Linked DNA regions of Anas platyrhynchos: region 2 is linked to region 1. The links are chromatin contacts, called in public Hi-C maps. All regions are on one chromosome and are shown on one strand. The core of a region is the stretch at or near the end of the contact, and the rest is flanking DNA. Distances in the headings are between cores, read along the strand shown.

Region 1 (3,332 bases), core at 754-3,253:
TCAAAGATGTTTTTAAGGAGATAGATCCAGGTACTTGACTAGAAACATGGGAAAAGGGGCATGCGATAGGAAGAGCCTATGATTATTCCATGCTAACAATTTCCTGTTTGTCTGATCTAAGATGGAACATTCTCTTTTATTTAATTTATTTGGATCATTAACTGCTTTTAATTAAGTAATTTATAGAGTTGGGCATTATTTTGAGGTTTGAAATGTGAAGAATTATTAAGGTGAGAATAGTGATAAAATAAGCAACTTGGGCCTACTTCTCTTCAATTTTTATAACCATTTGTACTGGCGCAAAATAAACAAGATTTTTTTTTTTTTTTTTGCTAAATTGAATAGATTAGGCTTGAATAGATGTCAATAAAACACAAATCCCAAATTGCTTTGAAATTCTACCATTATTTGGTAGTGTTCTATAAATAATTTATAGTGCTATAAATGGTTAAACAAAGTAGCATAGAAAGTCTGCTAGAAGCTGGAAGTAGATACCAGTGTGATGGAAGACAGGATTAGAATTGTATCAACAATAGAAATAATTAAAAACATAGGATACAGTTCAGTAGAGAGAAGTGAAGGATAAGATAATCAGGAATAACCAGTTAAACAAAAAGAGGATGAGAAAACAGTTGGTTTCTTAAATCTGAAGGAGCAAATCTGGGTAATGGATCAGAGCTGAATGAACTTTAACAAAATCATTTGTTGCAAAAATGAGGAAACCTGCACTGATATTCCTGAACAGGTCTGGAGCCTACAGTGCATACTACACCAGGTCTGTATTTCCTACAGCATTGCAGCTGAATGCCTCATTTTGTAAATAGCCATTTGAGAAAGAGTTGACTCGATCAGATGAGACTGCAGGAGGGAAAGAGATCAGAAGTCTCTGTCCACAAAACAGTAGAGTGACAAGAAATACAGCAGCAGTCTTCCCAGACAGCATAGACTGTTGGAGAAGAGAAACAAATTCTGAATGCTCGTGGTGAGCAGAATGAAGTATATTTCTCTTGTAGTCTGTATAAAAAGTAGCAGTTATAAATTCCAGCAACAAATATTCAGACTGCAGAGGAGGCAAAAAAAAATCTAACTGTTAAGTACCATGAAGTCTGGCATGGATTGCCCAGGTATGTTGATGCATCTCTAGCACTGCATGTTTGTGGGTTTGACACAATGTTAGGGATGGCATCAGGATGAGGATAAGTTAGACAATTTGATTAGTTCTTTTTGACGATTCCATGGTAAGGTTCAAGGCCATAGAAAATCATGATGTAGTGAAAACACACCAGTATCAGTAATCAAGCTCATACCTGTAGATTGGAGTATGGCATGGTATATGCATGTGTGTAGCTCTTCTTCACTTCAGATGAGCAAAATTTGGCCTGATCATTATTTTAAAAGGACAAAAAAAAACAAAACAAAAAAAAAAGACCACAGATTGCAGACTAAGCTCAGAGGCCCAAAAGTGTGGTGTGCACAGAAAATAAAGGCAAGGAACGTCCTGCAAAAATATAGGCTTTTAATTTGGAAGCAGTGTATGTATATAGCACAACATTTTCTATAACCATTAGTGTTTGTAAAGATTAGCTTGTCTTAGCAACCAGTTCTAAAAATGGAATGCAAGCTCACACTACCTTCATCATATCACATCCAGGAGGAAGTGATTTTGTTACTGTGCAGGCACTTCCACTGTATTCATTACAGCCAACTGTATCAAATAAGCGTGCAATAGTATGGGATGGCATTTCCTTTTCCATACCATTTCCATAGATAGGAGAGTGTAGCTAGTAATGTATTCTCTAAGGAGATAATAAATCACCTCTTGGGATTTTTTTAACAGTTAAAATCTCCATCATTTTCCTATGATACGCAATCACTGGGAAACGTGGATGTTAGAAGTGTTGCTTCTGCATTAGTCTGCAGGGTTCTAATTTCCTTTTCCTCATGTATCTGTCTCTGTTTCACGTGCGATCTGCATAATGTCATTGGTGTGGATACTATCCAGGAAGGAGAGTGACCGGCTTGTATCGTGGAACTGGGATGGCTCCTGGCACCAAGGTACCTGGAGAGGAACACCACGCGCTGTGTAACAGAGCTGAGGGTCACTGTGCAGCCGTGGTGCCCACATCTTTTGGTCCAACAATTCCAGGTAAAAATGGTCCATCATTATGAGAGAGCCATCATCGAGGCCCTGGGGCGTGTCCAGAGCAGGGCTCTGAAGCTGGTGAGGGGCCTGGAGCACAAGGCCTGTGAGGAGCAGCTGAGGGAGCTGGGGGTGTTGGGGCTGGAGGAGAGGAGGCTCAGGGGAGACCTCATTGCTCTCTGCAACTGCCTGAAAGGAAGGTGTGGGGAGCTGGGGGCGGCCTCTGCTCACAGGGAGCTGTGCCAGGAGCAGAGGGAACGGCCTCGAGCTGTGCCAGGGGAGGGCCAGGCTGGCAACGAGGAACCATTTCTGCCCAGAAGGAGCAGGCAGGCCTTGGGGCGGATTGCCCAGGGAGGTGGGGGAGTCACCGCCCCTGGGGGTGTTCACGGAGAGGCTGGACGCGGTGCTTGGGGACACGGTGCTTGGGGACACGGTGCTTGGGGACACGGTGCTTGGGGACACGGTGCTGGGGGCGGCGCTGGTGGCAGGAGGCGGCTTCTCCCGCCCGCCTCGCCCTGACTCTCAGCTTCCAGGCCCCGCTGCCCTCAACCGACATGGCCGCGGCCGCTCCTCCGCCACGGCGCTGCCCCATTGGCAGAGGGGGTGGAAGTGACGCGCGGTGGGGATCCCGGCGGCACGGCGCGGCGCGGCGCGGCGCGGCGCGGCACAGGGCGGCCCGGCGGGGATGAACAGCCGCCTGCAGGAGATCCGCGAGCGGCAGAAGCTGCGCCGGCAGCTCCTGGCCCAGCAGGTACCGACGGGCACTGCCCGCCCCGCCCCTTCCCTGCCCCGCACTCCCCCCACGCGCAGCGCCAGGTGCGGCCGTGCCGTTAACGGTCGGCGGCGGCCGTTGGCGCTGGGAGCGGGGCGCGGGGCGGCGGGGACCGGCAGGGCCTCGGGGCGGTGACCCGGGAGTCAGCTTGTGCCACCTCTCCTCCAGCTGGGAGCCGAAAGCGCGGACAGCATCGGCGCCGTGCTGAACAGTAAGGATGACCAGCGGGAGATCGCCGAGACCAGGGAGACGTGCCGGTCAGTACGGGCCTGCCCCCGCCGGCAGCAGGCAGCCCGCGGTGCTTTGTAACGCTGGCAAACGGCTGGGGGGGGTCGCTCTGCGGGCAGCAAAGTGGGAGCATGCCGCTCACGGATAAACGTGGAAGTCGGGGTGAAAGGCAGCGCGTTAATGTTTCCTGGG
Region 2 (3,302 bases), core at 677-3,176, 55 kb before region 1:
CGGTCTTGACCAATCGTATATACACAGGGTTACTGTGTGTGCTTTCTGATCTTATCAAGAATATGCATGGCGATGAACTGGCTATATGCCATTTACCCTGGAAACCAGATGGGAAAAAAGCACAAGGGAACACTATAAAAGACAGTACTTTTGCAAGACATTAGGGACCCTCCACACCAGATCACTGAAGACAGCAGATCAATGGGATGCTATGGTGGTGACCATCACTTGCAATCTGTAAGATCCCTTTGCTTTTATTTCCATACTTTTTCTATTAATTTTTTCTTAACTACCACTTCTCTTTTGATCCACATATAAAAGTAATCTGGTAGACAACATTTGACCTTGTTTGTGTCTTAATCTCACTGTGGGTGAATCACAAACTACTCCACGAGCAATCGGAACAGGACAGCTTCGTCCACAAATTACATTAACCTTATCCCAACTATGTTTTTTTTCTGTGCTGCCTTCCAAAATTTGTCTGCTCCTGCCTTAGGGCCATCTCTAAATTTTAAGCTATTACAATCTCTCAGTTGTTCAGTGGCTATGCTGTCACATGGCTGACCGTACTGCAGTATTTTTAAATCTGATGATGTGCACCTTTTGATGGCTGCTTTTCTGCTGCTAAATAAACTGCCTTAGAAAGGTCTCAAGGAGTATACGTGTAGTCCAAAAGACAAAGGTAAGTTTGGGAAGTCTAGAAAATGCATGTGAACATCCACAGTCTTAATTTCAATATATGCGATTGTGATGCATTCAAATGTATTAATGAGTCAATAAAAAGACATTGAGATTCACTGAAAGTGTCGCTTCTTCCTTATAAGTGTACTGATAACAAAGACTAGACTTGCCTACGAACTTGGGAATCACTGATGCATGGCTAAACGTGCTTGTTGTGTGGATACACATCTTGGTAGCTGGGCCTTGTATTTGCAGCTCTGTGTGGTTTCAGGCCAAAGTAGTGACTGACTGATTCTGTCTGGGAAACATTCCACAGGCCACATGGTCTTAATCAGACATTACTGCTGCAGGGGAGGACAAGTATTTTGAACATAACCAATAGCTCAGTTCTAGTTGTTGAGGGATGTTTTACCTAATGTGGTTTAAAGAATGGGACAAGATCAAGCTTTCACTTCCGAAATGTGTAAGCAAACTTAGTTGTAGATAATTGCAGTTCTCTGCCAGTTAGAACTTCCTGTGGAATATCTTTGTTAGTAAGGAAATCCTTTGCAAATCATTCCAAACTGAAAAATTGAAGTGGATGGCTCTGAAAGAATGGAAACGATGGGGGGGGAGGGAGGACATCAAGCTAGAACTGAGATCAGGTAGGCACTGCAGTAAATCTAGTGTAGTTGATGACTGAGGGAGTAATAAAATCCTATTTGAAGTGGATGTGAGGGGAGTTGCAGATTTAAATTACAACGTGGATTAGATCTCAGGAAATGACTTAGTGAAGTTTTGGAATAGGAAAGTCTGGTAGGAAGACCAGGGAGCTGTCATCATAGGAAATTTTTTTTAGTACTGCCATTGATGACAAAATAAAGCTGAATGTATATTCTGTGTGGAGCTATAAGTGTTACTACACCTGTTTAATTGGTGGTGTGTGGTTACTTCTCTTTCAAGCAGCTCTGCATACAACCCTATCATATAATATTTCCTATGTAGGATTACAAATCTGTGACTGCCAAATCTGGTAGCTGATAATCACGAGCATGTACTGTGAATTTCCTCTTATCTGAAAGTGGACTTCTGCATTAACGTGTGCTTTCCTAAAAGAAGCTAGCCAAGCTGTTCTAAAAGGGCAGTTACTTGGTTATCTTGAACAAGAAAATGCTAGGTTGCTGGTGGCCAAGAGAGGGCTGCAGCTATGTCCAGAACGAGGTGAGGGCAGCAAGGTGCTACAACCCCAGGTGCAGTTGGGATGGCTGGTCTGTCAGGGACCCATCATGTGAAATGGTTTGCTCAGGTTTTGAGGTCTGTTTTCTGTGACTGGCTTTGATTCCATGGAAAAAGCCAGATGTAGGCAAACAAAATAGGAAGAAGCAGGAGTAGGGTTGGAGATCAGTTACTCCAGGGATGTGAAAGGCATTAAACAGTATTAATAAAGAGTACAAAATGTAAGAAAATAGCATGAAGGTCTGTAGAGAAGCATTTTCTTTCAAGTTTGCTGAAGTGCTAAGTTTAGGCCTTCTGGTGGCAGCCTTTAGCTATGGCATGCTCGTGGCTGTCTGTGTGTTATCCAAAAAAGCCTTTCGTATCTCCTCTTACCAGGCAATAGCTGCCTTTTTTTGATCAATGTTTCATCAGTTTCAGTGTATAATAAGTTGTTTTTTAATTAGTTGCCCTTTGAAAACCGATCTCTCTGGCTCCTGTAACTGAGGATCCTTTTGCATTAGTGCTTGTAAGTCACAGGAGGGCCATGCAGCTCTCCTGTCAGTTCCCTGTGGGAGCCAAATCACGAGTCACTGGGATTTCCACCTGAGTCTCATCATTGGGGGAAGTAGCTTTAAGATTCTTGGGAACAGGTTGTGGCAGGCAGGACACAGGCTGAAGTAACAAGCCTGATGGCTTCACCCGGCCTCCAGGTCAGATATGTGAACATCTAGTTTGGAGCTCCTTTGCTGTATATTTAGGATTTACACAGTGGGTTTCAATCAAGGGAGGATTTTTATTTTTTTTTTCAGGGTTATGGTCAAATAGAAGAGTTTGAACTCTGATGTTTATTGCAAGTATCTCTTGTGAGAGCTCTTAGAGAGATTATGTAGCCTTTCCAGTGGTAGAAACTTTCTACAAGCATGCAGTCCCCTGCACAGACGGTAGTTAAAATCTGTTTTCTTCGTTACTGAAGTAATGACAGAGGTATTCTTACATGAAGCAGCTTTTTCGTTTCTCTGTGGTTTAGGATGGCTTGTTTTTCAGGATTTCTCCTAAAATTTAATTCCCAAACAACTGTTTTTCTATTTTTCCCATCCATTCATCTTGCATTTTAGCTCTTACCTTCATAGATGCTACTTACTTTTCTGCACCCTGCTCCATCTGCAGTTACATCCAGCAGTTCACACCTCTCCACCTTGTACCCAACCCGGTCTTTTTCCTTTGCAAAGGTAAATACAAGCTTCTTTTTGAATTTGTTCATCCTTGCTTTGTTATATTTGCAGGAAATTGTGATCAGCTTCTGTTTTCTATGGAAAATAAATGGAATAGGACTTGCTGCATGTGAGAAGGTACATAGTTTGGATGGGGTAGGTCTGAAGTCTTAATACCTTAGCTAACTGCATGTGCTGTTACTCAGCACAAAAAAA

The links. A called contact is a pair of places that touch in the nucleus more often than the background predicts.
Region 2: a Hi-C map of liver shows a contact between it and region 1, with 2.1 times the contacts expected there. The contact joins the enhancer-like site here to the promoter of METTL14 in region 1. A contact is called at or near these places in 3 of 8 Hi-C or Micro-C datasets (F1 follicle, liver and small yellow follicle).

Annotation. Positions count from the first base shown.
Region 1 is chr4:4,222,673-4,226,004 of IASCAAS_PekinDuck_T2T, reverse strand. METTL14 (methyltransferase 14, N6-adenosine-methyltransferase non-catalytic subunit) reads left to right here and starts at 2,003. Exons shown (of 12, transcript XM_038178989.2): 1 at 2,003-2,146; 2 at 2,674-2,891; 3 at 3,081-3,169. The coding sequence starts at 2,826.
Region 2 is chr4:4,277,930-4,281,231 of IASCAAS_PekinDuck_T2T, reverse strand. LOC110352036 (a long non-coding RNA gene) reads left to right here. Exons shown (of 2, transcript XR_011808761.1): 2 at 1-797. Among named protein-coding and RNA genes, the nearest start is that of PRSS12, 41 kb to the right of the region's middle. Within about 2 kb of position 1,926, at least 1 of the 8 cell types and tissues checked has an H3K27ac peak or open chromatin away from gene starts, as enhancers often do.